Regions from separate parts of the Mus musculus genome. Here regions 2, 3, 4, 5, 6 and 7 are each linked to region 1. A link is a contact called in public HiCAR-type, HiChIP or PLAC-seq and promoter capture Hi-C data. All regions are on one chromosome and are shown on one strand. The core of a region is the stretch at or near the end of the contact, and the rest is flanking DNA. Distances in the headings are between cores, read along the strand shown.

Region 1 (3,960 bases), core at 707-3,206:
CTTTCTTTCTTTCTTTCTTTCTTTCTTTCTTTTCTTCTTCTTTCTTCTTCTCCTTCTCCTTCTCCTTCTCCTTCTTCTACAGGCTTGTGCCTTTAGGCCATCTCCCATAGCCTGAGTCAGGCATACCTGCCAGCAGCTCTCTCTGGGGTAGAGTTCAGAATCAGTCAGTGGTGTGATCTAGCAGCTCTCTGTTTATGGCATCTTGCCCTTCTGTGTTTTGTGTCATATTCACTGTGCTGAACTAAACCATATGGTGAGAAACTTTGTGCTGCCCCTAAAGAGTTACCAAAAAAGCCCCTTCCTATGTTCTGGGAATTTGGTCACTCCTGGGTGTGGGGGGGGGGATTGCTGCAAGATTATCCTGGATTTCTGAAGAGGCTCCTCTGTACCCCACACACTACCTCTTCTGACTTCTCTCCTTTCTCTTCTTCACAGTTTTGTTTTTTTCTTTTTTCTTTTTTTCCAGACAGTGTTTCTCTGTGTAGCCCTGGCTGTCCTGGAACTCACTCTGTAGACCAGGCTGGCCTCAAACTCAGAAATCTGCCTGCCTCTGCCTCCGGAGTGCTGGGAGTAAAGGCGTGTGCCACCACTGCCCGGCCTTCCTTCCAGTTTTAATGAAGCTCCTCTCCAGGTTCCAAAGGGAAGCCTCTTGCTCCCTTTAAGGCCCCACCACGTTCAGAGATCCATATACTGTACTGTCTATTGTTCTCCCTCCATCTCCAGCAACAGTCAGCTTTGAGGCCCTTTCATTCTAATAAGCTTCTTCTAATAAAGGACTTGTTTCAGTTTCCTTGCCTACAAGATGTTACTGTTACCATCTTGGGTTTTTGTTGTTGCTTGTTTTGTTGTTGCTTGTTTTTTTGTTGTTTGTTTTTTGAGACTGGCTTTCTCTGTGTAGTTCTGGCTGTCCTGGAACTCTCTCTCTACAGACCAGGATGGCCTTGAACTCAGGGATCCATCTGCCTGTAACTCCCTGGGTGCTGAGATTACAGGCCTGCACCACCACTGCTGGCTCTTAACATCTTTTACTATAGGGAGCTACTTCAGTGCCTCACGCATGGTCAACAAAACACTCCACCACCAGAAGGCCGCAGTTCCATCATTCTCCATTACTTTCACCTTCAAGTGAAAGACTTGAAGTTAATTCCTCGTCAGGTAGATTGGAATGGCAACTTCCTTTATTCTAAAACAGACTCACATACTCAGGCTCGACTGGTGGCGCTGTACTTTCAGCGTGGCCAAGGAGATCGGGTCTGTCTTAAGAGTTCAGTTACAAAGGAGATTATAAGATTATTATAGGAATCGGGGTGTGAGAGGCTGGCGGATCTCCGAGAGTTCGAAGACAGCCTGGTCTACAAACCAAGTTCCAGGACAGAGATATACAGAGAAACTCTGTGTTGAAAAACAAGACAAACAAACAAAAAAACAAAAAAAAAAAAAAAAAAAAAAAAAAAAAGGAAAGGAAAGGAAGGAAGGAAAAGAGGGAGGGAAGGAGACGATATGGAGAGGGCGGAGAAGGGGAGAGAAGAGGAGGAGGAGGAAGAGAGAGTGGGGTAGGGAGAAAGTAGAATAGATAAAAAAGAAACGGAAAAAAAAGACAAAGCCCAGGAGCGAGCGAAACTGGGAGGGACGTGCCAAGAGTCCCAGAGCAAGCTGTGCGAAGTCCTTGGGGACCTGAGACGTCGCCTGGGGCCAGCCCACTCATCATCACTAAAGGCCGTCTCTTCCTCTCCGGATGTGAGAATCAGGCAGCCCTGATTTGTTTTGAAACAGGAAATGAAATTAAAGTGCTATGATCAAAATAAACCACACTGACCTCGCGTTCATGAATATTCAAGCAAGCTGCTTAGGACTGCCTCGTACCTCCGAGGAGAGAGTGCGCATGCGCCTCAGGAGAGCGCCCCTCCCCCCGGGGGTTTGAGAGTGCGCGTGCGCGGTTGGCGCGCTCTTCTGTCGTCATCAATACGAGCGGCCGCCGGCAGCTTTCGTAAAGGAGTAGGAGAGCGGCTATGGCGAGTCCTGCTGCCGCTTCTGTGAGACCGCCCAGGCCCAAGAAAGAGCCGCAGACGCTGGTCATCCCCAAGAATGCGGCCGAGGAGCAGAAGCTCAAGCTGGAGCGGCTCATGAAGAACCCGGTGAGTGGAAGTGGGCCGAGGCGCAGTCCCTTCACCCCGCCGCCAGACCGAGCAAGGCTACATTCAGTCCCCCTAGAGCAACCCTGGGGCGGAGAGGGCGGCCCCGTGGAGGGAGCCTCGCTCCTGTTCTTGTCCTACAGCGTAGCTGCACGAAGGCGCTGCCCAGCCCTCCACACCCTCCTTTTTCTTAGTTTGCTGTTTGCGGTATCATGGCGTTGCTCGTGCTGTCCACGTTCCGTACCGAATCGGCTTTGTAAGATAGGCAGACCTCGCATCCGGGCTCCTCGCATCCCGGCTCCTCTTACCTTATCTTCCCTACGAGCTGGGATGACAGCCCTGCGCTACTATTCAGTATTGCTTCACAGCCCTTTCTATTTTAATATATGAACCAAAGCGGTGGGAGCTGGGTATGGTGGTGCACACCTGCTATCCCAGCACTCTGGTGGCTGACCCCAGAAGTTTGCTACAAATTCGAGGCGAGCGTGGTCTACGTAGTGAGTTTCAGATCAGCTAGACAGTGAGACCTATCTCAGAAACCAACAAAACCCAGAATCGATGTCTTAGCAAAAGTGTACAACTCCAAATAGCAGCCATTATTAAAGAAGCATTGGACGCCAAATTTGGACCACATCACTCTTTACCTCTTCAATGGGCCTCGTAAAACAGACAGCTCATATCTTTGACTAGAAGAGGTTGGCTCGTCTCTTAGTGACGTAGATTCCAGACTTGTTTAGCGCAGGAGAACTTTGGCCCACGTTAGACCCCATGGTGTAGTGGATGAAGTAAGGCCAGGGCAGCAGAACTACACTCAGTCAGCTCCAGATTTGAGAAGCGTGCTCAGTTGAGATCGTCAAACGGGATGTACCTTCCTCAGCAAGTGTATGTTCATAGATGCTTTTCTGTTTAACTGTTCCAGGACAAAGCAGTTCCAATTCCAGAGAAAATGAATGAATGGGCTCCTCGAGCGCCTCCAGAATTTGTCCGAGATGTCATGGGTAATGTCTCTTATGGGTGTCAGGGGTTTATAGTTTTTGTTTTGTTTTTTTTTTAAAGATTTATTTATTATATGTAAGTACACTGTCGCTGTCTTCAGACACTCCAGAAGAGAGAGTCAGATCTTGTTAAGGATGGTTGTGAGCCACCATGTGGTTGCTGGGATTTGAACTCCGGACCTTTGGAAAAGCAGTCGGGTGCTCTTACCCACTGAGCTATCTCACCAGCCCCGGGTTTATAGTTTTTAAGGGGAAATATGAAACACTATTTTCTTTTCTTGTCAACTAGATCTTTGATAGGAAAATTAGTCTGGGGCTGGAGAGGTGGCTAAGTGGTTAGGAACACTGCTCTTCCATAGGTCCTGAGTTCAATTCCCAGCAACCACATAGTGGCTCACAACCATCTGTAAAGCGATCAGGTGCCCTCTATTATATATATGGAAAACTATTTTGTCTTTACAGGAGACAGCACTCCTTGCTATTTTATGGTTTGACAGTAGATAATGGTTTCCCAGTTATGCTTTTGGTTTTGTTTTGTTTCTTGTGGTTAAACCATTTTATTCAGAGGCTTTAAAAGCTGCTAAAGTGTCACATGATCAGACAAACGGACTGGGCAGGGAAGAGCTCCAGGCCCCCTCTTCAATACGATGTTTTGTTTTTGAGGTAGGGTCTCACTGTGTGGACCAGGCTGTGCTTGAACTCATACTCCTCATGCCTCTGCCCCCTAAGTGCTGGCATCAGAAACATCCACCGTTGTCCTAGTTAGGGTTTCTATTGCTGTGATGAAACACCATGTCCCACAGCAACTTGGGGAGGAAAGGGCTCCCATATCA
Region 2 (4,167 bases), core at 340-2,839, 570 kb after region 1:
GACTACATAATGAAGCCTGGCCATACTGGTGTAAATAAATAGCAAGCCCCTTTGTTTCAAAGTAAACAAAACGAAAACAAAAAAACAAAACCAACAAAAACAAACAAAACAACAAAAACAAAAAACAAAAACCCAGAAAGAAAAAGAGTGCGTGCCTGTCTACACTGGCATTTAGCTGACTGTAAGTGCTACATGTATCCAAAAAAGGGGGAAAAGAAAATTTCAGCTTTAAGCAGGAAACCATTACATCCTATCAGAATATCTCCAGAAGTTTGGTTATTTGCTGGATATGTCCCAAATTGAAATTTTACTGGTAAATATGAAAAAATTCTACATACAACTCTCTAAGATTTAGGTAGCTGACGAGATGGCTCAACAGGCTGAGGTAGGTCCTGCCAATCCCAAAGACCCGAGTTTGATTCCCAGGACCCACATGGGGGAAGAAGAGAAAGACTCCGGTCAGGTTGTCCTCTGACTTTCACAAGAGTGCACACAAGCATATAAATAATGTGTCACATATGTATACCTCTATCTAAAGATGTGGAGATTATATACCCAAAGCCCTAGTTTTAAATCACCATACTAAAAACAAAGTGCGGGGCTCCTATCTCAATATTATGATGTGTTAGCTCTGCGAATCTCTGTATTCAACCTCAATTTCTGGTAAACAGGCAATTTAATATGGCCTGTCATGAAATCACAGCGAGGATTACATGAAATGAACGCGCAGGCCTCTGTTAACGTTAGAAGCAACAGGGATTTCCCAGGAAAGAATGAGGAAGAAACAAAGACTAAGAATCCTGTCTTTTACAAAGGGATGATTACCAGACTTAATTAGTTTGAGAAATTTCTCTCCTCTGAGAAAACAAACACTTTACCAGCTCCTTCTGTGAGCTGGGATTAGGAGTCAGGATTAAGGTAAAGACGCAGCAGAAAATTCTAGAGTCAAGAGGAAAAGCCATCCATTGGGTTGACAGTAGACAATTGTCACGATAAAGGTGAGAAACGTTTGGTTTGTTCCTGTGGGGCTCGGGCCGTCAGCAGATGGGGTTTGTGTTTATAAAACGTGAATGGCTTAGGAAGTGTGTTCACCCTCGAGATCAAAGAATGAATGGATCTGGGGTAACATGGAAGGGGGCGATTGTGGGTAGAGAAGGAGTTGGCGGAAATGATCCGGCTTTGGACAAGACATGCTGGAGCTCCAAGTGGGGAGAATGGTGGTGGGCACGGAGGTCTGGGGTTGGCTGGCAGTGAGGCTGGAGATCAGGGACCGGGGAGTCTGCGGGCTGAGGAAGCGCGCCATCCCCGCCCCGCCTCTTCTCACCTTGCCAGTTGCGCAGGGCCTCGGAGCGCAGAGACAGCCCCGAGGGCGCCAGAGGCGGCTGCAGCAGGAACAGGCGGGGGCCCGACACCAGCAGCGAGAGCAGGGCGGTGAAGAATGTGGCGGAGGGCACCTCGGGACACGAGCACCAGAAGCGACTCGCGGGGCCCGGGGCCGCCATGGCCGCGAGCCCTTCCAGCGTGCGGCCTCGGTACTCCCCGCCTCCCTCCTCAATTTCCGCCTCCTTGCGGCGGTCTCCCCTGGCAACAGCGGAAGACTGGCCTCTCCTCAAGCACCGCCCCATGGGGGGGTGGGGGTGGGGGAAGGCCCAATCCCGTGGAGTCCTCCGCTCTTACCCGCCCAAAGGAGGCCGGGAGTTGTAGTTCCAGCTTACCTACGGGTGTTGTGCGGGCTGCCGCCTCAGGAGTATTCTTGCCTAGACCTCAGCTTCCTTCTTCTTGATTTTTAATTAAAAACAAACAAACAAACAAACAAACAAACAAGCAAAACCAAAAAAACATTTGATTACATCTGTTTGAGTGTGAGAGAGGGGCATGTGCGTGCAACGCGCGTGGAGGGTAGATGAAAACTTAAGGTTGAGTTTATCATCTCCTTCCACCTCTGGGTCCTGGGAATAGAACTTGGGTAATCAGGCTTGGCAGCAGTGCCTTTACCCACTGAGTCATCTCTTTAGCCCTTTTTATTTTTCTTTTTTTCTTTTCTTTTTTTTTTTAGATTTTATTTGCGTTTGGCTCAGTGAGAGAAGGTGTGGAGGTGCACACACAAACACCTTTACTCTCAGCCATCTCAAAGGCTCCCTTTAAAAATTTTAATCAACCTATATTTATTATACCAAGTAATGGTTTCATTATGGCATTTTCTTACATGTGTATAATGTACTTTGATCATATTTTATCGGGGCTCCATTACCCCCTCTTGCCTTCCCATCTTAGTTTCTCTTTTGCTTCCATGTTTCTTTTCTTTTCTCTTCTTTCCTTCTTTCTTCCTTCCTTTCTTTCTTTCTTTCTTTCTTTCTTTCTTTCTTTCTTTCTTTCTTTCTTTTTAAATTTTTGCGACCCAGTGAGTTTCATTAAAGTCGCTTTCAGGAGCAAATGTCTCTCCTCCCAACAGCCATTAACTACTAGTAGATCCTCATTGAGGGAGAGGGGTCTTGAAAAACATTTCTTCCTCTTGCTTTTGGCTTTTACACAAATTTGACTCTGAACTCTGGGTCTCCATCTCCAGAAAGCAGGGATTTTAGATGTGCACCACCTCCCTCAGTTTATGCAGTAATGAGGCTCGAACCCAGGGACTCCAGCATGCTACCAACTGAACTATGCTTTCAGCCGGGTCCTTCTCACTGTAATGGTATGACGTCGTGAGGACCACGGAGCCCTATTCTCCCACAGACTTGTGTTTGTCTCTGTCCTGCCAAAGAGGAAACTGAGTCTATGGGGATCCCTGAGGGATACAGTTCAATAGCAAAGAAAGAATTAAAACTTGGTTCTTCCTGCCTGAATTGGCCAAGAAGACAGAGCCAGCACTTTCTGGAGCTGGACTGGAGATAAAGTAAGAGGAGGCGGGGAAGGAGACAATTGAAGGGACACTAGAGCTACTATACATGCGCTATGAGCGTACGCCATGACGCTTTTGCTAAACTTTGCTTTAGCCTTTTGCAGTTTGAAAAGCGCTTCCTGCAGAGCAAAGCTATTTCTGGTGAACAGCTAGAGTATCCTTTGTGAGCTACAAGTGCTTTAGCAGGTGAGGTAGCTTCCCGACCAAGTCGCGGGTGAGAAGAGTCAGGAAATTGAATCCCAGTTTGCTGGGTCCCAGGGGGCGACATCAAGATATTCCTTTTTCAATATGTTCAGTTTTGGCAGTACTGGGCAGCCTACAGCCTAGTGCATGAAAGGTTAAGAGGTCTATCACTGAACTACAGCCCCATTCCTCCTCCCCAATATTTATGTATGCATTATATACATATATACGGTATATACATATACTTTTGAAAAATAATCAGATGTAATCAAGAAACCATCCATTTGATAAGCCCATTGAATCCACCATCCCAAGAAAAAAACTAATAGCTTTGCTTGCATAACACCTACCACTAGGGGGCAGCAGGGGTTATAGACACCTGATAGAAATAATGAGAGAATTTTAAACAGTGGGGAGGAATACAGGGAGATACACAGCTTGGGACCTGAGTTTGACCCCATGGATCCACGTGATGGATGGAGAGAGCTAGAGAGCCGACTTCTGTAATCTGTCCTCTGACCTCCAGGAAAGTGCCCACATAGATACAAAGACACACATGACAGAATATCCTAAAAGAGGAGGTCTGGATAGAAATATCTCTCAGCACAAACCACAGCTCTTGTTTCTAAGAGTTTATTCTTGAGCTAAATCTAGAAATGGTTTCATCACGTTTCATCCCTTGTAGGTCTTCGGGATCAAACTTAGATCAGCAAGCTTGGCAGCAAGCGCCTTTATACCCTGGAGGAGCCCCCCCCCCCCCCCCCAGTGTTAATCCTGTGTTCTCTGCTTACTCTTCTGATGCATGTTCACGGTCTGCTATTTACAGTCACGGTGCCAGGAAGAAAGCCTTGAAGGGAAGTCTATTCATGTTATCCTTGCATTATTCAACAAAACAGCTTGCTTCCACACAGAGGCCAGTAGAACCCCATGCTAAGGTTGAGACAGTAAAAGAGGCAGAGGCAGTGTGAAGAGAGATAGGCCAGCTATCTCACTCTATTTGGCTTCAATGAGACATCTGCTGACCCCAGGCCTTCTGGTCCCTAATCTAAGGACCCCCACAAGGCAGGTGTCACCTACTGCAAAGCTTG
Region 3 (4,034 bases), core at 1,473-3,972, 830 kb after region 1:
TCTGACGCCCTCTTCTGGTGTGTCTGAAGACAGCTACAGTGTACTTACATATAATAAATAAATAAATCTTTAAAAAAAAAAAAAAAAAAAGAACGGCAGTTTGACAGCAGGGTAATGTTAGTCTTTATTTTCTGTATTTAGACTGTGCATGCAGTAGAACATTGCAGTCCCTACTACGCAGTAGTCTCAAAGCTGTGCCAAGGTGCTTCTCGAAGTGTCTGTGGGCTGTGCGGGGACACGCAGTACCAAGTGCATGCACTGTGTGTTCAGAGTCCAGGCTATATGACCTCACACCGTGCAACATCAATACATGTTGCTAAGAACACCCTGGCTCCAGTACATGTTTAATTCTGAATTAATTTTGGTCACTGAGCCTTCAGAAACCCTTCACTGCTCCCTAAGATTACAGACTGCACATTGTTATGGGTTTGTTTGGTTGGGTTGGTTTTTCAAATCAGGGTTCTGTGTAACTCTGGCAACTCACTCTGTAGGCCAGGCTGGCCTGGACCCTGGACCTCGTGCCTCTGTCTCTCAAATGTTAAAGGTGTGTCCTGTGGTGTGTTGGCTTAGAGCTGAAGAGGCTGTGATATAGACAGGAGAGCGGAAAGGTGGCAGGGGCGGGAGGGCAGTTAGACTGGAGAGCAAACAGGGGGTCACAGAATGCAGAACAAGAACCGCAAGAACACCAGGGTTCAGGGGAAAAAAAAAAACAGGTCTCAGAAGAGACTGCAGAGAACTGCTGCCAGGGCCAGAGACGTGGCTCAGCAGTTAGGAAGACACACTGCTCTCGCAGAGGACCTACGTGCAGTTCCTAGCACCGTGTCCAGCAGTCCAATGTCCTCCTCAGGCACATGCCCTCACCCATGCACAGACATGTGCACCACTTAAAAGCAACATCTTTCTTAAAAACAAAGAAAATTCTGTTGGGAAAGTAGGAAAAACATCCAGAGAAAGCAGTGATTATCCCACATACACACACCTAGTCTCCCCTCTAACAGACTCCTACTTCCTTGAGAACCTGGACACAGAGGAAAATGAAGGCACCCGGGCACGATGTTCAGCTCTTACCTGGAAGCCCGACCCTGGTAGGAGAAACCTTGTCTCTTGAAATAATCGATTGCATCCTCAGGGCGGGTCTTGAGCGTGTTCACACGCACGAACCGTGGTACCTGGTAGGCTAGAAGTCACAGTGGTCAAGTGGGGAGGGAGGTGAGCCTTCTGAGGGTCACTCCCCTCCCGCCCCTCAGCCTCCAAGTCACCTTGGCCAGGTCTGGAGCTCTCTTGCAACAGGTCCTCATTTCGGCTCACACCCCGATGAACCTTGAGTCGGGCCAGCTCAGCCTTGAGCCTTGCCTGGTGCCGGCCCAGCAGAGCCTTCCATCGGCCTCCACCCCCTCGAAACCCCTTCCCCAGCAATAATTCATACACTAGCACCTGGACAGGAAAAAACACAAAACTATTAACACCATAAAACCCTCCAGTGGGAGAAGTAGGTACCTGTCCAGATGGTCATGTCAATAGAGTTCTCTTGCCCAAGATCACAAAAGAAATTAATGGCATGATGTTAGGGCAAATGTCCATAATGCCAGCAACATCAGATGCATAAGCAAGAAAACTACAAGCTAACTGGGTAATGGTGCCTTTAATCCCAGCACTCAAGAGGCAGAGACAAGCGGTTCTCTGTAAGTTCGAGGTCAGCCTGATCTACAGAGTGAGTTCCAGAACAGCCTGGGTGACACAGAGAAAGCCTGTCTCTAAAGACCGAAGAGGACGAAAGGGGGAGAAGGAAGAGGAGGCAACGGAGGCGGTGGCTCAGCAGTAGGGTAGGAAGCTTGCTTAGTATCCACCAGAGAAGAAATAGGGATTGCAGCTCAGCAATAAGCACCTGCCTAGAATCCCCCAGTGAGGGGCTGGGGGTACTGCTCAAAAATAGAGCATCTGTCTAGTGATGCTGTCCAATGAGGTGTTGTGGGTGTGACTCAGTGGGAGAACTCTTCTATGGCTTGTTGGAGACTCTGGGTTCAATCTCCCAGCATTACAAAAAGACAGGCATCCAGGCAGGCGGGTAAAGAGACGAGAGCAAATGCCATCTGCAAACCCCGTGTCCTGCCCCATGCCTGAAGCTCCCCCTCCCCACCCTACCCCACCCCCCAGGTCGCCAGCAGAGCTCTGGACCCCGACCGACCTTGCCATCATCACCCTGTCCGGTAGGTAGCCTCAGCCACTACTAGTTTGCACCTTCGTCCTACTTAGCCCTTCCTGCAATGCTCCAAGGGGAGTCACATCTGACCCAGCTCAACTGGGACCCCAGAAAGAAGTGTGAGAGCCACGCACGGGTAACAGCCTCTGGCCGCCGCTCACCTTGGCAAGGTGCGGTCTCAGCTTCTTCTCGGCGCGAAGGAGCCCAGCACTGGCGATGACAGCGTCCAGCACGGCCGAGTAGCGCTGCGTCTCGCACACCAGAGCGTACAACTGCTTCAGGTTCTGTGCGACACAGGGGACACCCGCTGCACCCCACGCGGGCCTCGCCTCGCCTCGCCCTCCCGCCCGGACAAGCCCCGCTCCCCAGCCCGGCTTGCCAGCCCCCGGCCTCACTACCTGGAAGTTGCTGGAATACACCAACCCCTTGAGGGAGCCCTGGCGGCTTTCCACGCCGGCCAGCACCGCCGCGGCGGCCGCGTACAGCCCCATGCTCTCCCCGCCTCAAGCGCTCTACGACACTGTCGCAAAACTCGGGCTGGCTTTACGGCCGCCGCAACAATTTGTACAACCGGATTTCCGGAGTCAAAGGGTTCGCTGCTTTCCGTTTTCAGCGTCCAAAAATTAATCTTAGGCTCTAAATCCGAGCGGGCTGGCTCACGCCTTTAATCCTAGCGCGCGGGAAACAGAGGCAGAAGGATCTTTGCGAGTTTAAGGTCAGCTAGGTCTAAGTAGTTACAGGACAGCCAGAGCTACATAATGAGGTCCTGTATGTAGAATGAAAAAAGTCTACTTTCTTTTTAGAATTCAGTGTAGCTATTTTGTAGTTTGTTGTTGTGGATTGGTTTTTTTTTTGTTTGTTTGTTTGTTTTTGTTGTTTTTTTGAGACAGGGTTTCTCTGTGTATCCCCTGGCTGTCTCTGTAGAGACCAGGCTGGCCTCGAACTCAGAAATCCGCCTGCCTCTGCCTCCCAAGTGCTTTTATTAAAGGCGTGCACAACCACGCCAGGCTATTTTGTAGTTTTTAATTTTTTTTTTAAGACTTTGGAACTCAGAAGGCTACGCAGACTCTCCTAGCAGTCCTGTGTCAGCCTCTCCCTGTGACCGGATGAAAGGTTCAGTAATAAAGCACGTGCCTTGATGCCTCCACTGAGAGGTTGGGATGTGGCTCAGTGGTAGAGCCCCTGCCTAGAATCCCCCAGGGAGGGGCTGGGGCGTGGCTCAGTGGTAGAGTCCCTGCCTAGAATCCCCCAGGGAGGGGCTGGGGGCGTGGCTCAGTGGTAGAGCACCTGCCTAGAATCCACTGGTGTGCTTGGAGTTGTTGAACACCCATCTAGTAAATGTGGCTCTCTGGGACCCTAGCGCTGGAAAAAGTAGATTGTTTAAAAAAAAAAAAAAAGTGGGTGTTTAATAGGGCCGACAGACATTGTCCCTCGGAGTAGAGCACTTGCCTAGCATGTGCAAAGCCCTGGGATCAATTCTCAACATTGATGAGGAGGACCAATGATGGGACTCAATCTATATAGAGGGCTTGCCTAACAGGCAGAAAGCCTTTGGTTCCAATCCTTCCACTGTATAAACCGGGCATGATGGTACGCTCCTGATGGCTCACTGGTTAAGAGCACTGTCTGCTTTTCCAAAGGTCCTGAGTTCAATTCCCAGGAACCACATGGTGGTTCACAACCATCTATAAGGGGATCTGATGCCCTCTTCTCACATCTTTTAAGAAAAGAAGGAAGGAAAGGAAGAAAGATTGATTTGAGGTCATCTTTGGCTAGCCAATTCACACCAGCCTGGACTACATGAGACAATCAAAATAATGGTAGTTGGGCCTAA
Region 4 (4,221 bases), core at 918-3,417, 790 kb before region 1:
GGCTCCATTGAGGTTCTGAAAGATCCGGGATTTATGGTCCAGACTCAGTTTGAGTTTCTCCTAGATGGCATAAGATGGAGCAGTGAACGGAGGGGGGACAGGTGACACTATATCTCTCTTTCTCCAACTCCCTTTATGCCTCCCCTCCTATTCAACTGGAGAGGGGGTTCCTGTCCCTGAGTCTCCCTACCCGCAGCCCTGGGTCCAGGTACAGTTGAGTGTAGAACAATTGATCATCATCGTCGTCTTTGTAGTTCCACTGGCGGACAATCTGATGGATGGTGGGAGCAAAGCCGATGAATCCTGGGGGGGTGGCAAGCAGAAGTGAGTTAGACCTCCCGAGACTGCCAGGGTCCCCGACTCAAGCACCCAGAGCATGCAATGCCCGCTCCACTGGGGGAGGGAGAGATAGAGAGGGGACAAGTCTGTCTTGGGAACTCGGCCACTCACCACCAGAGTTGAGGAAGCGCTTCCCCATGCCCACCTCAGGGTACTGCTCTGCCAGCCCCCACTCAGGCCAGCAGAAGCTCTCAGCAGAGAACAGCAGATGACTGCCACTCTGAACAAACTTCTTCAGCAGCTCTGTCGGGCTGCTTGCCAGAATCACGTCGTAGCTGGGCAAGAAAAGGGGAAGACGAGAGCCAGGAGGAACCTCAGTCTCTTTTTCTCTCTCCATAACCAGTTTCCCACTCTTTCCACCCCAGCCCTCCTTACCTGTCCACAAACATGATGATCATGTCTTTCTGATCTGCATATTTCTCCATTTCCTTCTTGAGCCACCTGACCTTCTGGCCTCCACCAACTGTTCGAGCCACATCACCCCCTCGCCACTCCTGTCCCAGGCCCAGGGTCTGCAGGAAAGATCCCACCCCCACGCAGCGGAAGAGGTTCAGCTGGCCAAGATGAGGAAACAGGACCAACCCCCACGACCCCTGCCCTCTCCCGCTGGAATTTCTCCCATGGGTCCCCCCACTCACCCGTACAGTGTAGTTAAAGAACTCCGCAGACTGCAGAAAACGCCGGTACCCCTCTGTCTCTGCCGTAGCCACAGTGATCACCAGCAATTTGTCTGTCATAGCCAGAGAACTGGCACTTAAGACACGGCTTAGTGTCCCACGTGTTTATCCCTCTGTATCACCCCCGACACACACACACACACACACACCTCCATATTACTTCACTAAAGTTCTTTCAGCACATTTGATCTCCAGAAGAGTCGGGTGAGAGTAACATACACGAATGGGGGCTGGGGTGTTCCTGTCTGTCTGGGGAGCCTGGAACCCCAAGTTCTGCATGAGAGGCTAATGCACTGGGAAGGCTGGACACTCCCTTCCAGGCTGGCGGACGTGTCGACCCTGCCCACTGGCCGCCCGGGTTCTCACCTGGGTTGACAGCATTGGCGCCCCGGGGTCGATCGGAGGCAGAAGTTACGGGGGGCAGCGGCGGCAGCAGCAGCAGGAGCAGGAGCAAAAGCCGGGGTTCCGGGCCTGCCGCAGCCATGGCTAGCAGCACGCTTAGGCTACACCCAGGCCCGCACCGGCGCTGAGCTGAGCGCCTGGATTCCGACGCCCCGGGAAGATTCTGGGAAAAGGGGAAACCGAGCCCGCTGAGAGGAGGAGCTGTGCTCGGGACTCCGCCCTGGAAAAAAGGCGTAACCCGAGGCCACCGAAAACCCGAGATGCAGACGGCGAGACAAGGCAAGGATTGTCCCGCGGGCGCGGGCTGGAGGGTGGGGAGGAGCCGAGGGTCCGGTCCTGGGCACTGCCTGACTCACACCGGAGCAACCGAATCCCCCCGGGAGGGGAAGTGACCTTTTGAGGAGGGTCCAGGCGACGCGGGGGCGGGTCTTGACCACAAGTCTGACCCGGAGGAACACAGGACAGCAAGGCCTGGGGTGGCGCGCGGCGGGGGCGACGGGCCCGGAGGGGCCGGGAAGCCGGAGGCGGGATCGCGCGGACATCCTCGTGGGTCTGGGTTCAACAAAGCCACCGAACCTGCCTATCCTGTCCCGCAGCGCGGGGACACGCACCGGGGATGCAAAGGGCACAGGGACAAGAGCGCTCCCCTAAAGACCACCCACGCCAGTTTTTAAAAAGTGACCATTTGCAGGCGGCTCTCAGATTTTTTTTTTTGGGTAACCACAATGCGACCGGAATTAGGTTTGCCCCTATCAAAGATGGCGGAAAGCGAAAGCTTGCTGATCTCCAAGGGAACATCACGTAATGACTTCAAGCGGGAGGGGAAAGACTGCGCACGCGTATGTGTGCACGCCACCGGAAGGGGTGTGCTCAGAGCAAGGGTCGGTGGTTAGTACGCGTGCGCAGTAGGCTCTTCTGTCAACTGTGTTGCGCCAATGGTGGAGAAGAAACCCGCCGGTATGTGAGCCTTGAGTGGTTCGCCCTTTTGTGCTTCCCAAGTTCAAATTCAGCCTAACATCTCCCCGCCTAGCTTTTCACGTCAATTACCTTCGCTCAGTGTTGGGGCAGTCTCGGAACCATTAATTCGTGTTTTGTGACTGCTTGCTTCAGCAGACGTTGGGGATGGAGAGGATGTGTTGTCTCTCCAAAGCCCGGGTGCTATGAGCAGTGGTACTCACCTCGGCTTCTGGATTGTTTTGCTTTTGTTTTTTTTTTGTTTTTTGTTTTTTTCTTCGAGACAGGGTGCGTACCCTTGGCTGTCCTGGAACTAGCTCTGTAGATTAGGCTGGCTTGGAACTCACAGAGATCTGCCTGCCTCTGCCTCTACACTGCTGGGATTAAAGGCGTGCGCCACCATCGCCCCACTTTCCTCCAGCTTCTGGATGTTGGATGGAGGGAACAGAGAAACTTAGGAAATCAAAGGGCTTGGCTTTGGGTACTACACAAACACGTGCACACACACACACGAACATACACACTTCATTCCTTCCTTTCTCTCTTTTTTTAATGTAGCCTAGGCTGCCTATGTAAATTAGGCTGGACCTCAGCCTCTTGGTGTCCTGTAGTCCTGAAGTCTGTGGTTTGGGGGAGTTCTGGTTTGAGACTGGCATGTTATGGGAAACCCAGCACCAGGAATGGGCAGGTGAGATGGTGCATGCAGTAGGTAAAGTTGCTTGCTGCCAAGCCTGACTACTTGAGTTCAGTCCCCAGGATCCACATGATAGGAGAAAAGGCTTCCATACAGTGTCCTCTGATCTCTGCACGTGTACTGCAACACCTACATGTGCACAGAAACACTCAGAATAAATGCACTTTTTGAAGAAAGATAGAAATACAAGAAAAAGAGGTCAGAGATGAGCCCCTGCTGATAGGGTGTTGTCCAGCATGCCCAAAACTCTTGCTCCATCCCCAGCATCACATAAGCCTGGTGTGGCTGTGCACAGGAGGTCATCCCAGGCCAGCCTGGGCTTCCTGAGATCCTATTGAAGGTTGTGGGGGTGAGAAAGGGACAGGCCAAAGAGCGCTATCAATTAAAGAAAAAGGACAGGCAGAAGCAGCCTCGAGAGCAAGAGAGGAGACAAAATGTCGGGATAGGAAATATATCCAACAAGATAGGGGGACATCTGGGAGCCACACTGGGGAGACTTTTAGTCCAAGGAAGGTAGTCGGTGCAGTCACAGGGCACAGGCATGCGTCTCAGGCTGAAGGAACATTCTAGAAATGTACACTGGATTTTGCCCTACTGAATCACAGGTCTTGAGAATATGGAGGCCAGAAGTCAATACTGTGTCAATTCTCAAAGGCGCTCTTTATTTTAATTTGTGTATGTGTGCTGCTCTGTGCAGGTGAGTGTAGGTATCCATGAAGGACAAAAGAGGCAGTTGGAATTACAGAAAGTTGTGAGCCACCCTCATGGCTGCTGGTCCTGGGTCCTGGAAACAGCTGTAGCACTCTGCAAGAGCAGGGAGCGCTGTTAACCACTGAGCCCTCTCTCCAGCTGCAATTTATTGTGTCTCCAGTTATTGCTGGGACTGGGAGGACTTAGAGGCAGCATAAAGGGCCGAAACAAGCTTGCCAAGCTGGAAGAAAGCAGGGTGAAGATCTGGGAATTCCTCACAGCATAATGAAGGGGCCGAGGCGAGGAGACTGGGGCTCTAGGCAACGGCAGTGCAACTTTCCTCCTGTCTTGACCCCGGTAACTCTCTTTGCCCCATCTAGTTCGCTCCCAGGACCCTGGACAGCGGCGGGTGCTGGACAGGGCAGCCAGGCAGCGGCGGATCAACCGACAGCTGGAGGCATTGGA
Region 5 (3,967 bases), core at 240-2,739, 650 kb after region 1:
CTCACTCTATAGACAAGGCTGGCCTTGAACTCAGAGATCCATCTGCCTCTGCCTCTTGAGTGCTGAGACTAAGGCTGTGGACCATCACCACCCGTCTTGAAACACTGTTTTTAAAGAGCATCCCTGGTGTGACCACTCAGTGGGTAGGTTGCTACACTAAGCCTATCACTCAAGTCAGATCCTGGGGTCCACACGGTAGAGAACAGAATCTAATTTGCTTTCTGACCTCCACAGAGTGCTGCCGTATGAACACAGTCCCACACATACACACAGGTACAAAATGTGTGTAAAACGTTAAAGGAAAGTCAAGCCTAGAGGCCCACGCCTATAATCCTAACAGTTGAATGGAAGAGGCAAGAGGCTCAGGGATTCAAGGGACTCAGCGACATAGTGAGTTTGATATTGTCATTAATTAAAACATTGCCTAGTACAAGTGAGACTTGTACTGGCTTCTATTGCAGAGCTAGATGGATAGCACCATCAAATTGCTTAATGCTTAACGGTGCCACTAGTTCTGTTAGTGAAGAACCTGTAACTTTTTTCTTTGCTGAGGAGCACTTCCCAGTCTGTAGGTGCTCCCAGAACAGGATGGGAGGAGTGGACCCTACCATAGTTGAACAAAGAGCATCTGTTGGGGTTTCTACCGAGATAAGGTGAGAACGAAGCAAAGTTTGGAAAGCTCTGGGGAGATCCTCGCAATCACAGGCCAGTATTTGGGGACCCTCCAGAACGGTCCTCCAGAACGGGCAGAAAGGAATGCACGAGGAGGGGACTTCGAGGACCACTAAGGCCGCCATCGCGGGTCCACACTGACGCAGAGTTCCCCAGCAAGCCGGTGAAGCATGGTGTGCAGCCATGCTTCCCTTGATCTGCCTTTCCATCCCCTCGGGAACTCGTGGCGCCGGCTGGACCGCAGGTCCTACTGCTCAGAAACCCGCAGCAGAGAAGGGCCCAGGAGGTGGCGCTTCGAAGTAGGGTGGAGTCAGCAAGGGCTGGTCTGTGGCAGCCAGGCCCCACCCACTAGCATGACGGACAAGCCTTCAGAGCAATCATAGTGCTTTTATGGTCCTGGGGGGTGGGAACAAAGGAAGAGTGACGGATGTAGGGTGGAGCCAACAAGAAAAGGTTAGGGCAGCCCATCAAGCCAGCCTGTTGACAGATAAGTCTTCAGACCAATGACAGTGCATGTAGAGGCCTGGAAGGCGGTGCATCGATTATGGGGCGGAGCCTAGGGGGCAGGTTAGGACAGCAGCCCACCAGGTCCTGCCCACTAATGATAATGGACAAACCTTCAGACCAGTCATAGTATGCGGACCGCCCTGAGGCGGGCAGCGGGTGAAGTGAGCGGAGCGCCTCCGAAGTGGGAAGAGGGGTGTGGGGAAAAGCCTCTTGGAAACATGGGGTGGGTTCTGAGGGAGATGGACAGCGCTGTCAACCAATGGAAGACGGAATCTGTCCCCGTTAGCGCCGGATCCCCGCGGGTAGGGAGGGGCGGGAGGCTCCGCGGGGATCCCGGGGCGGCCGAGGGCCCCTGACTCTGTTCACCCAGACAACATGGACCGAATGGCCAGCTCCATGAAGCAGGTATCCAACCCGCTGCCCAAAGTGTTGAGCCGCCGCGGAGTTGGTGCTGGGATGGAGGCTGCGGAGCGCGAGAGCTTCGAGCGGACTCAGGTGAGATTCGAGAACCCTGGGGCATCCCTGGGGCACTTGGAGTGATGCAGGGTGCAAGAGAGGCTTGGAAGGGAGTGGGACTTGCAGACTCGGGAAGGAATTAGGCAAGGTGGCTGCGATCGGAATCATTTTGGGGTAGGGAACTAGGCGGGTCCCAGGGAGGTTCGGGATCTACCTGGGCATCTCCACTGGCATAGGGGTCGGGGTGCACTCTGGGGAACTGCAGATTCCTGCGGCTGAGGGGACGGTCTCAGTGAGCACCATCAGGGGTCACAAGGGAGGCTAAAGGGAGTTGAAAGGGGACTGACGGAAGGGTGCTCCTGGATAGGGGAAGCACTTGGAAGTCGCTTGGTTTTTGCCAAGTGTGGGAACGCCAAGGTGGGGGTGTGAAGGGTGGCTCTGGTCGCCTTACTTTAGTATTGACTCTCCCTACACTTCCCAGCATCTCGCTCAACGGTGCCTCTAACTTGGCTCTCAGCAGCCCCAGCTGTTGGCCTCAGAGGCTGGGCCAAAGGGGTCTGAGTGATGGGAAGGACCGTAAGAAATGTGAAGTGTGGTCCAACTTGTAAAATGGCCCGGGGGTTTGGAGGAACGGGGACGCGCAGCCTGGGGTAGGAATTGAGGCGCTTGGATTGTCAGAGCTTTGCGTGCCGGCATAAGCTGTCCAGTGATACTCAGACTCCTGATTTGAGGTTTTGCTTTCACCCTCCAAAATATGCCTGACAGCTAATAAGCAGACCGCCTGCCTTATTTGTCTGGTCTGACCAGGGCAGATGGCCAAAATTCCACCGCAGTTATCAACAAAAAGCCACTATCCAGTTTTACCTCAGGCTTTTATGCATGCTGTATTGATCGGACTGAATCAAGTTGTGAGGCTCGGGGTGTGTAGTCATCAGTTCATCTGTATGTAAAATCTGTTTCTGAGAGTACAACTCCTCGGATCCCACTGCGGATGCCGGGCCGGTAGATTTCTTCTACTCTGGCTCTCCGAGTTCTACTTTGAAGATCTGAGTTGACTTCAGCCAGAGGCAGGTCCCCTGTCGTGTTCTGTGAGTAGGAAAGATGGAAGAGATAGGGAGGGCCTGTGTGTTCTATAAATGGACCTTGCTCGGAAGAAAGCCTTTTCACCCCAGGGGACTTTACACCACCTCTTGTTTCTGAGACCCCTGGGTCCACTTCTTGTGTCTGAGGGGGGAAATGGGGTAGTTGTACCCCGGGAGGGGAAAGAGAGACCACCGTCCACTTACCTCTCAATGTCTATAGAGTTTGGAGCTTTTTAAATTTCTCAGATCTTTTGAACCTTGGGCGTTGTTGCCAAAAAAAAGAAAAAAAGAAAAAAAAGTTTTCATATCCCCCCCCAACCTCTTTTATTTTTAAACTGAAAGAAGAAAATAAACTGGAGCTATTTTATAGCATCCGACTTAAAACTGAGGCAATAAGTTAGACATAAAAGTTTGAGCTTACGGCCAGCGGAGGTGGCTAAGGGGTAAAGGCTCCTGCCAACCAGTCTGGCCACCTGAGTTTCATCCCAGGAAGGGAACCAACTTGTCCAAGTTGTCTGCTGACCTCCATACTCAAGCCGTGCCATGAATACCCCTCCATATACATACACCCAAAATCACTTTTAAAATGTTTTTTTTTTTTTTTTTTTTTTTTTTTTTTTAGTTTGAACTTAATACAGAGTGATAGAATTGAGGCACTTGAATGTTTCCAGCCATAAGTAACATTTTTCCTAGTTGCCCAACAGGAAGACTGGTAGGCAGTGTCTAGTTTTACCTTCTGTAGAACACTTGTTATGAGCCGTGTGTATGTGTGTGTGTGTGTGTGTGTGTGTGTGTGTGTGTGTGTGTGTGAGAGAGAGAGAGAGAGAGAGAGAGAGCACTGAGATATTCTATAGCAGAGCTTTTCAGTTGTGGAAGTCTCCCCCCAGCCCCCTTTTTTTCTTTTTGGTTTTTCAAGACAGGGTTTTTCTAAGTAACAGTCCTGGCTGTCCTGGAGCTCACTTTATAGACCGGGCTGGCCTCAGACTCACAGAGGTCCTCCTGCCTCCTGAGTGCTGAGTTTTTTGTTTGTTTTGTTGTTGATGTTGTTTTTAATTTGTTTGTTTTGTCGCTGTTGTTCTGTTTTATTTGAGTGAGAATCTTATTATGTTGCTCAGGCTGGCCTGGAACTCAGCTGTGTAGACCAGGCTGGCCCTCAAACTTTCATTGGGAGACAGAGGCAGGAGGATCCTTGCAAGGCAGTGTGGTCTAAGTAGCAGTTCCAGGCGAACTGTGGCTATACATATTGAGAC
Region 6 (3,942 bases), core at 1,190-3,689, 680 kb before region 1:
CCTCTGCCTCCCAAGTGCTAGGATGCTGGGATGAAAGGTATGTGTCACCACTGCCAGGCTCCAAAGTTGCTCCCCTTGAAAACACTTTCAGGTGCAGCACCACCCAGCAGTGGGGAATGGGAGAGAGCGTGTAGAAAGCGTCTGTGGTATCTAGTCTCACTCCCCCAAAGAGAATAGCTGCCGCTGAGGCCCATTCCACAGCACCAGCTGTGTGACCTTAGAGGAGTCACTTAACCTCTCTGAGCATCCTCGTCTATAGCAAACCAAAAGAATGCACTCACTGTGCCTTGTGTACAAATGCCATAATGAAAGCCACGACTTTGTTTGCCAATTAATAAAAATTGCTTTAGAAAACAATAACAACCTGGGCTGGGTCCGCTCACCTAGGCAGGGTGACATATACATGTAATCCCAACGATCAAGAAAAGGAGACATGCCAGGCACGGAGGCGCACACCTTTAGTCCTGGCGATTGAGAGGCAGAGACAGTTTGTGTCTGTGAGTCTGAGGTTAGTCTAGTCTACAGAGCTAATTCCAGGGCAGCTAGGGCTACACAGAGAAACCCCATTTTAAAAACTCCAAAGGAAACAAAAAGCAACTTCAAATAGTTGTGTGCACCCACTGCTCTCTTGGAGACAGGAGTAGATTGATGACGTCAAAGCATGAGCAGTAGAGGATTAAGGACACACACACACACACAGAGAGAGAGAGAGAGAGAGAGAGAGAGAGAGAGAGAGAGAGAGAGCGCTAGGGATCTGATCTACATCCTTGTATAAGCTGCGGACAGTCTACCACTGAGCCACGCCCCCAGCCCCTCACTGGGGGATTCTAGGCAGGGGCTCTACCACTGAGCCACGCCCCCAGCCCCTCACTGAGCATTTTGGGCAGGGGCTCTACCACCGAGCCACAGCCCAGCACTTTGCTGGGAGGATTCTGGACAAGAACTCTGAGCTACATTTTCAGGAATCTCCCCCGACCCTGCGCCCATCTGAGACTGGTTCTCACTATATGGTTTAGGCTGGATTCAAAGTCTTGTACCTATTGCTTGGGGCTGGAATTATAGTCTCCCACACCATCTGGCTTTAGGACTGTTGTTAGGAAAGAGTGAGCCACCCACTCTGTTGACTTGCTATCTGGTCTAATATAGTCCTATAGATACATAACTCACAGGTACCTTCTAGCATGGGTACCCCAATATATCACACTCAACTCTCTTTACCTTCTTCCCTAAATTGCCCATCCCTTCCCGAGAGTTCCTCCAATCCCAACTTAGTTCTTTTGTCTGTTACCAAGTCTTGTGATGTAGCCCAGGCTGACCAATACTCCTGCTTCCAACTTCCTAGAACTGGAATCGCAGATATGCACTGCCGTGCTCAGCCTGGCTCTGTTTTATTTTGTGGAATGTCCACCCTTCCCAAGTTCTCATGGGTCTCGGAGGCCGGGTTTACTCTTCACAGAGTAGATAGCCCCTTCATGGGATGCGCGTCTTAGACCTAGGACCTTTTTTCACACCCCCCATCCATGTCTCCCTCGGGCTCTGAAGGGTTTGGAGGACCCCCACTTTATGGGGAGGGGTGTTCAGCGCCTCCTCCCAAAGGAATCTGAAGTGTGCCTCATGGATACCGGCGACATTCAACAAATGGTTAGCTCACAGCCTCCTCTTCACCTGGATTTGAAAATACTCTTGTCTTCTAACCTTCCCTCCACACCGTGACTAACGAGAAAGACCAGAATATTCCACATTGCTGTCAACTGGCCTGTGCTGTGGGTGCTACTATCAGATGCAGAACCCCGTTTGTACTTTCTGGGTTACTGTTGTCACTATGAAGCTTAGGCTGGCCCCAAATTCACAATCAGCATGTGGAGCCTTGGGATTATAGGGGTCACTACCACACAAGCTAGGCTTAAGTGTGTGTGTGAGAGGGGGCTTATGCACACGCGTGTGCATGGGTAAATTGAGGCTAGAGAGTAACATAGGGTGTCCGGCTCTAGTCCTCTTGTTTTCTTACCTCCATTCAAGGTTTCCCTCACTGAACCTTGAGCCCGGTCAGAAGCCCCAGGGCTGGAGGCTCTAAGGATGGGGTTAAGTGTCATGGCAGGCTTTTTATATGGGTGTCAGGTTTCTGTAGCACACACTTTTACCACAGAACCTTGCTTAACTTTCCTTGAGTCCAAGATCTACCTCTGAAAAATGGAGATAGTGATATCTCACAGTGTCACGGTGTTTGATCAAAGACTGGGTACTGAGAGGGACCAAATCCTCCTCCACCTTGGTATGGAAAGTGCAAAATGTGTATAAGAGCCCACAATGTAAGATTTAGTGTTTGGAAACATGTGTGTCCCTGGGGGTACCCCCGGCTTGGTAGCCACCTCCTCAGTCCTGGACCGCTGAGGGTTAAAAAGAAAGACCCACGCCCCCTTCGACTGCGCAGAGCCCACCTCGCCGAATTTGAAAAGGCGGCCCTGGAGAGGCGTGGGCGCCCCCCCCCCCCAAGACGACTTCCACCTCCGACCCTGACTTCACGCCATCACCGGCTAGCTCCCTGCGCTCCAGCCTGGGGCAACAGGGTCAGTCCAGCGGTCTGGGGCACTCCTGATCGGCTCCCGGCTCCCGGGACCCTAGGTCCCCGCGGGAGAGCGGTGCAAAATGAAGCTGGTTTTGCTGTTACCATGGGCGTGCTGCTGCTTGTGCGGGTCGGCGCTGGCCACCGGCTTTCTCTACCCGTTCCCGGCAGCAGCCTTGCAGCAGCACGGCTACCCGGAGCAGGGCGCCGGCTCCCCCGGCAACGGCTACTCGAGTCGCCGGTGAGTAACGCCAGTGGCCGGGCCTGGGGGCACGATGGTTGGATCCCGGGACAGCGGGGGCTCGGAAGAGCCGTGACCGGGTACTAGTAACGCAGGACAGTGAGCCAGGGTCCCGGAGGGTTGGATCCAGCGACATCAGGGGCTGTGAAGAACATTGGCCCGGTGCTGGGGGACGCGGGATAGCGGACCAAGGACTGGACCACAGAAAAGGTGGTCGAATGTTAGGAAGCAGAGGCTCGACGGCGTGAGGGCCAGATCGTGGGACAACAGAGGATCCGAGGAGTTGAGGTCTGTTGGGTGTTGGGGTCGAAAGGCATCGAGTTTGAGGCGCCGCGGAGCTGGATCGTCGGGCAGTGGGGATTCTGAGGCGTAATGGCTAGGGGCTGGGGGCGCAGGAACTAGATCAAAGGACAGTGAGGACTCCGAGGAGTGGTGGCTGGATGTTGGGGTATTCAGGACACGGGGGCGTGAGAATTAGAGCCAGTGCGCGCTCCAAGGCGCAGTGACCCCCTGCTGAGTGCTCTGTGTTTGGGGACGCACCACAGAGACTAAGAGGCGAAGTGGTCCAGTGATTGGGAAGAAAGGACACGGGACTTGTACCACGAGGCCTGAGGGCACGGAGACCGAAAGCGAGATGGGGAACAGTGGGGTGGCCTCCGAGGCACAGTAGCCCAGTGCTAAGGACGCAGGCCTGGGGACTACGGACGCCTGGAACGCACGACCGTAGGAGCCTTGTGGTCGGGTGCAGGAGAGGGAATAGATATTGTGATCATTTGCTGGGACCCCGGGCCTAAAGAGTTCGGGGAGCCAACTTGTGTGAGAGGGGTTCTGGAAACCTGGGGCCTCAGACTTGGTGGTCTCCGGTCGCGCCCACCCGTCCTTTCCCTTTTTTTTTTTTTTTTGCCCTGTGCCCATCGGCCCTGGGCTTCGAATGGAGATGGCACCGACTTGCATCCGGGAGTCGTAGAGGGAGCTCCCGGGACTCACAAGACTCCGGGTTCAGTCCCCACGGAGTAGCCCGGCTCACCTGCGCGGCCTTGGCTTTGTGTTCTACAGTTCCCAGAGTTACCAGGCCATGAGTCCTTTCGGTCGCCTGGCGACACTGGAGAGCCCATTCCATTCGGCCTTTGGGGGTCGA
Region 7 (4,081 bases), core at 1,140-3,639, 560 kb before region 1:
TGTCCAACTCCTGATCCTCCTGCTTCAGCCTTTTGTGTGCTAAAATTTAGACCTGGGCCACTATCCCTGGCTTCTTTTCAAGAGCAAAAATAAGAAGACCTTTCTATAGACTCCCCTCAGAGGTCCAGGCTTTGTGGCCGGGCTGCAGAGTGCTGCTGATGTTCGTGGCCAGCACAGTTGCAGTTGTCATGCCTGCTTGTCCTGGGGTCCTTTCTGTTGCCTGATGACCCGCTCTAAACCAAAAACAGCTTAGGGAACGTAAGGGCTTTTTTCAGCTTATACATCAGTCCACTACTGAGGGATGTCAGGACAGAAACTGGAAGCAAAACCCATGGAGGAATGTTGCTTGCTGGGTCACCCACAGCCCCACACTTACCTAGTTTTCTTAAACGACCCAGAACCACCTGCCTTGGGACAGTGCCACCTCACAGTGGGCTGGGCCTTCCTACAGCAATGAACTTCAAGACAATACATCACAGACATGCCCCAGGCCAATCCTATCTAGGTGTTTTCCATAGCCGAGACTAGCTTGTCAGTTGACCCAGGGCTGTGTCTAACTGACAGAGCTAACTAACACACTTAGATAGTGCTGGCCTCAGGCTGTATACCATGGTGATGGTGATGGTGATGATGGTGGTGGTGGATGTGGGGGTGAGATGTCCTTCAAGATGGGTCACTGTCCCCACTGTGTCCCCCCTAGATATTTTGATAAATTCACAAGTTTGCATCATGTGTCCTCTACCTTATTCCCTGAAACAGGGTCTCTCACTGACCCTGGAGCTAGGCTGGAGGCTAGCAACCCCTCACGATCCCTCTTTCTCTGCCACCCCGCTCCAACAGTGCTGCATTATAAGTGCAAGCAGCCATGCCTGGCTGTACGTGTCATTCCCAACTTAAATCAAAGCATGTGAACGAACAAGTTAGAGATAGCAACTAAAACTCAGACACTTTAGGTAAGTGCCTGGAGGTCCTGGGAATATGATCTAGTCCCCTCTTTCTCCTCTCCTGATGAACCCCAGGATTCACCTCTAGAGTTCACACATATGCCCCTGATCCCAGGCCCCAAATCTCCTGTGTTACATAGTCTCAAAACTCATTGATGCTCTTGATTGGAACTTTATCAGAGAAAGTGAAGTTCCAGGCATGGCCAGCAGGTGGCAGACACACCCCGCTAATGGTGACTCCTGCGTTTTCCTGCCTCCTTGAGTGAGATTTTCCAGCAAGAGGTTCTTTAGAGACTCTCTCACAGACCAGAGTCAAATGCAATTTTAAATGCTGTGCTCCATACACGGCCCTCAGCTGACTCAGAAGTAAGACAAAGTATGTCACCCAAGCTAGCCTTGAACTTTTGATTCTTCTGCCTCAGCCTCTTCAGTGCTGGGATAACTGGGCCTGCTCCGTGGTGGCACACTCAGGCCTCCAGAATATTTCAAGAGATAGTGATTCAAGAGGGAAGGCCTGGCCCTGCAGACCCTCAGGGAAGGTTGGGCTCAGCTGCCACAACTGCAGTTCTGGACCCTGAGCAAGAAGACAGCAGGAAGAAAGGATGTTGAGAAAACAAGCTACAGTTTGACTCTGTGGCTGGCAGTGGAAGACCATGCTTCTCAGCTGCTCAGTTTACCCAAAAGGGGAAAACAAACTCAGTCATTGGGATCACAGACAGGGAAAGGCAACTTCTCAACTCTCATGACCAGTATACCCGGGTGCTGGGGGCGTGGCTCAGTGGTAGAGCCCCTGCCTAGAATCCCCCAGGGAGGGGCTGGGGGCGTGGCTCTTGGTAGAACCCCTGCCTAGAATCCCCCAGTGAGGAGCTGGGGTGTGGCTCAGTGGTAGAGCCCCTGCCTAGAATCCCCCAGTGAGGGGCTGGGGGCGTGGCTCAGTGGTAGAGCCCCTGCCTAGAATCCCCCAGGGAGGGACTGGGGGCGTGGCTCAGTGGTAGAGCCCCTGCCTATCACTCATCTGAGCACACAACCCATGTGACCAGAACTGGAGCCTCTATGGCATCTGAGTCCACAGTGTTCTCCCATAATTCTCTCCTCAGGACCTCCAGGACAGATGGGACCACCTGGACCTGCAGGACCTCCAGGTTCCAAAGGTGAACAGGGCCAGACAGGAGAGAAGGGCCCAGTGGGACCTCCAGGTAAGGAGCCCTGTCCCCTGGAGTGGAGACAGGAGTTTGCTTTGTACCTGGGCATGGGTGGCATTTTGTGTACCTTAATCTTGCTTGTTACCCCAAATTTATTACTTCCTTCTCACCTTTCTCCTCTCCCCAATCTCAGAGGTGCTGCAGGACAAGAGTCTACTGGGACCCTTGGGGTGGGGATGGCGCTGCTAAGGCCCAGGGTTTGTTCCAAGCACCTGAAACCCCATGCAGGAATCCCATGATCCCCTGCGCGCTGCAGAGCTCCAATGCCTGCTCAGGGCTGGCTCACGCTCTGTCCTTGCTCCAGAGTTAAACTACTCCCGAGTCCCAAGACATCTGGCTGGAGCCTGTGCCGATCCCACTCCTAACTCTGTCATGTCCACCCTCTGCTGTCCCTGTGCCAGAAAGAGGAAGATGTCCCACTGACCTCCCAGGAGGACTGTGGGCCCGGAGACTTGTCACTGACTGGACAAATGTCCTTGGCCACTCCTCTTCAGGGCCATAGTTCCCTTGTCTGTAACATCGCAGCCGCTGGTCTCACCTAAAGCCTCTGCTCTTCATTGTAGGTCTCTTGGGACCACCGGGGCCACGCGGGCTCCCTGGAGAGATGGGGCGCCCTGGTCCACCAGGCCCTCCTGGCCCAGCAGGAAGTCCTGGCCTCTTGCCAAACACTCCCCAAGGCGTCCTGTATTCCCTGCAGACACCAACAGACAAGGAGAGTGAGTGCTGGGTCAGGTCGGGGGTGGGTGAGCCAAACTGTCTGTTGAGGGAAACTAGCTTTCGCTAAGGATCCCAGAGAAGCTAAGAGTCGCTAATATCAGGGATCATCCAGGACAGGAGGCCTGGTCGCTCCATGGAGACCGCCTCCAAGCCTGCTCTTGGCCCCAGGCTTAGCTCACCAGGTCTGATGGTTCCCGGCTCCGCCTGCAGCTGGCGAGGCTCCCCCACCAGGAGCACCCCTGAAACATTTTCTTCCCTGTGGTCTCTCACTGTAAGATACTAACAGGTGTTTACTGACACAAAAGTGGCAGAGACCTGCTTGTTCTCAGGGACCACAGTGTGACCTGTGTGAGTCGCAGACCACATAAAACACCTGCTTTGTGGGGGCGCAGAGCATGGGGTCAGAGACTCTGGGTCTCAGGGACCAGAGGGAGGCAGAGGAGAGCAGTTGAAGGAGGAGCAGGTCTGGCTAAGTGCTTAACCCTGATCTTAACCTCACCTTAACCCTAGCCCTGGGGTGATTTAAAAACCTTGGAGGAGCTGGGCTTGGGAGGCTGACACAGTAGACTCAGTGCTAGCTTTAAGTTAGTCTGGGATATCCAGCAAACTCAAGACCTGTCTCAGCTACACAAGGAAACCCTGTCTCAAGAGGGAAAAAAAAAAGCATATTAAAAAAAAAAAAAAGTAGGTCTGGGGCACATGGCTCAGTGGTAGAGGCCCTGCCTAGAGTCCCACAGTGAGAGCCTGGGGGCGTGGTTCAGTGGTAGAGGCCCTGCCGAGAATCCCCCAGGGAGGGGCTGGGGGCGTGGCTCAGTGGTAGAGGCCCTGCCTAGAGTCCCACAGTGAGAGCCTGGGGGCGTGGCTCAGTGGTAGAGCCCCTGCCGAGAATCCCCCAGGGAGGGGCTGGGGGCGTGGCTCAGTGGTAGAGCCCCTGCCTAGAATTCCCCAGGGAGGAGCTGGGGGCGTGACTCAGTGGTAGAATACTTACATAGTACATAGTACATTATGAGCCTTGGGGTTCAATCTCCAATACCTCAAAAATAAATTGCATCAAAAAAGAAGAGTACACTAAAGTAAATTTGTTGTATTTATTTATTGATAGGGACATGCCAGAGTTTAGGTGTAGAGGTCAGAGTGGGAGTGTTTTCTCCTTCTACCATGTGGGTTCTGGGGATCAAACTCTAGTCATCAGCCTTGGTAGCAAGTGCCTTTACCCTC

The links. Promoter capture Hi-C pulls out the DNA fragments that hold promoters and counts their contacts. HiChIP or PLAC-seq counts read pairs in DNA pulled down with a chosen protein or histone mark. HiCAR-type assays count read pairs that join an accessible place to other places.
Region 2: a promoter capture Hi-C map of erythroid cells shows a contact between it and region 1, with 6 times the contacts expected there. The contact joins the promoter of Rhbdd2 here to the promoter of Prkrip1 in region 1. A contact is called at or near these places in 1 of 39 promoter capture datasets (erythroid cells), 1 of 484 Hi-C or Micro-C datasets (CD4 T cells) and 1 of 115 datasets of contacts at active chromatin or transcription factors (astrocytes).
Region 3: a contact with region 1 is called in a promoter capture Hi-C map of liver, with 2.9 times the contacts expected there. The contact joins the promoter of Nsun5 here to the promoter of Prkrip1 in region 1. A contact is called at or near these places in 2 of 39 promoter capture datasets (both in liver).
Region 4: a contact with region 1 is called in a promoter capture Hi-C map of pre-B cells, with 5 times the contacts expected there. The contact joins the promoter of Plod3 here to the promoter of Prkrip1 in region 1. A contact is called at or near these places in 4 of 39 promoter capture datasets (the C10 cell line, embryonic stem cells and pre-B cells), 5 of 115 datasets of contacts at active chromatin or transcription factors (the 230-238 cell line, large pre-B cells, memory CD8 T cells and 1 more) and 2 of 9 other capture datasets (adipose tissue and liver).
Region 5: a HiCAR-type map of embryonic stem cells shows a contact between it and region 1, with 2.9 times the contacts expected there. The contact joins the promoter of Hip1 here to the promoter of Prkrip1 in region 1. A contact is called at or near these places in 1 of 39 promoter capture datasets (liver), 1 of 484 Hi-C or Micro-C datasets (CD4 T cells) and 1 of 115 datasets of contacts at active chromatin or transcription factors (embryonic stem cells).
Region 6: a contact with region 1 is called in an H3K27ac HiChIP or PLAC-seq map of embryonic stem cells, with 5 times the contacts expected there. The contact joins the promoter of Col26a1 here to the promoter of Prkrip1 in region 1. A contact is called at or near these places in 6 of 39 promoter capture datasets (cranial neural crest, embryonic stem cells, hippocampal neurons and 1 more), 1 of 15 datasets of contacts at CTCF or cohesin (large pre-B cells), 2 of 484 Hi-C or Micro-C datasets (cortical neurons and nephron progenitors), 5 of 115 datasets of contacts at active chromatin or transcription factors (embryonic forebrain, embryonic stem cells, forebrain and 1 more) and 1 of 9 other capture datasets (embryonic stem cells).
Region 7: a contact with region 1 is called in a RAD21 HiChIP or PLAC-seq map of pro-B cells, with 20 times the contacts expected there. The contact joins the enhancer-like site here to the promoter of Prkrip1 in region 1. A contact is called at or near these places in 19 of 39 promoter capture datasets (the 3T3-L1 cell line, the C10 cell line, the HPC-7 cell line and 8 more), 4 of 15 datasets of contacts at CTCF or cohesin (the NIH/3T3 cell line, embryonic stem cells, large pre-B cells and 1 more), 68 of 484 Hi-C or Micro-C datasets (the AML12 cell line, B cells, the Ba/F3 cell line and 41 more), 25 of 115 datasets of contacts at active chromatin or transcription factors (the 230-238 cell line, the NIH/3T3 cell line, the SCID.adh cell line and 15 more) and 4 of 9 other capture datasets (adipose tissue, embryonic stem cells, liver and 1 more).

The regions. Positions count from the first base shown.
Region 1 is chr5:136,196,950-136,200,909 of GRCm38.p6, reverse strand. It overlaps Prkrip1 (Prkr interacting protein 1 (IL11 inducible)), which reads left to right and starts at 1,956. Exons shown (of 6, transcript NM_025774.3): 1 at 1,956-2,135; 2 at 3,052-3,130. The coding sequence starts at 2,010.
Region 2 is chr5:135,630,076-135,634,242 of GRCm38.p6, reverse strand. Rhbdd2 (rhomboid domain containing 2) reads right to left here and starts at 1,589. Exons shown (of 4, transcript NM_146002.2): 1 at 1,325-1,589. The coding sequence starts at 1,502.
Region 3 is chr5:135,368,641-135,372,674 of GRCm38.p6, reverse strand. It overlaps Nsun5 (NOL1/NOP2/Sun domain family, member 5), which reads right to left and starts at 2,722. Exons shown (of 10, transcript NM_145414.2): 1 at 2,599-2,722; 2 at 2,362-2,484; 3 at 1,260-1,434; 4 at 1,069-1,177. The coding sequence starts at 2,691.
Region 4 is chr5:136,984,965-136,989,185 of GRCm38.p6, reverse strand. It overlaps Plod3 (procollagen-lysine, 2-oxoglutarate 5-dioxygenase 3), which reads right to left and starts at 2,167. Exons shown (of 19, transcript NM_011962.3): 1 at 1,383-2,167; 2 at 978-1,069; 3 at 715-851; 4 at 451-614; 5 at 191-303; 6 at 1-60. The coding sequence starts at 1,500. Znhit1 (zinc finger, HIT domain containing 1) reads left to right here and starts at 2,282. Exons shown (of 5, transcript NM_001310747.1): 1 at 2,282-2,375; 2 at 4,137-4,221. The coding sequence starts at 2,354.
Region 5 is chr5:135,542,644-135,546,610 of GRCm38.p6, reverse strand. Hip1 (huntingtin interacting protein 1) reads left to right here and starts at 1,489. Exons shown (of 31, transcript NM_146001.2): 1 at 1,489-1,674. The coding sequence starts at 1,555.
Region 6 is chr5:136,881,712-136,885,653 of GRCm38.p6, reverse strand. It overlaps Col26a1 (collagen, type XXVI, alpha 1), which reads left to right and starts at 2,439. Exons shown (of 13, transcript NM_001346699.1): 1 at 2,439-2,804. The coding sequence starts at 2,647.
Region 7 is chr5:136,752,974-136,757,054 of GRCm38.p6, reverse strand. Col26a1 (collagen, type XXVI, alpha 1) reads left to right here. Exons shown (of 13, transcript NM_001346699.1): 6 at 2,042-2,140; 7 at 2,710-2,862. Among named protein-coding and RNA genes, the nearest start is that of Myl10, 61 kb to the right of the region's middle. Within about 2 kb of position 2,389, at least 22 of the 459 cell types and tissues checked have an H3K27ac peak or open chromatin away from gene starts, as enhancers often do. A contact at or near this core is called in the 230-238 cell line, DN3 thymocytes, the P5424 cell line and 3 more, where this site is marked.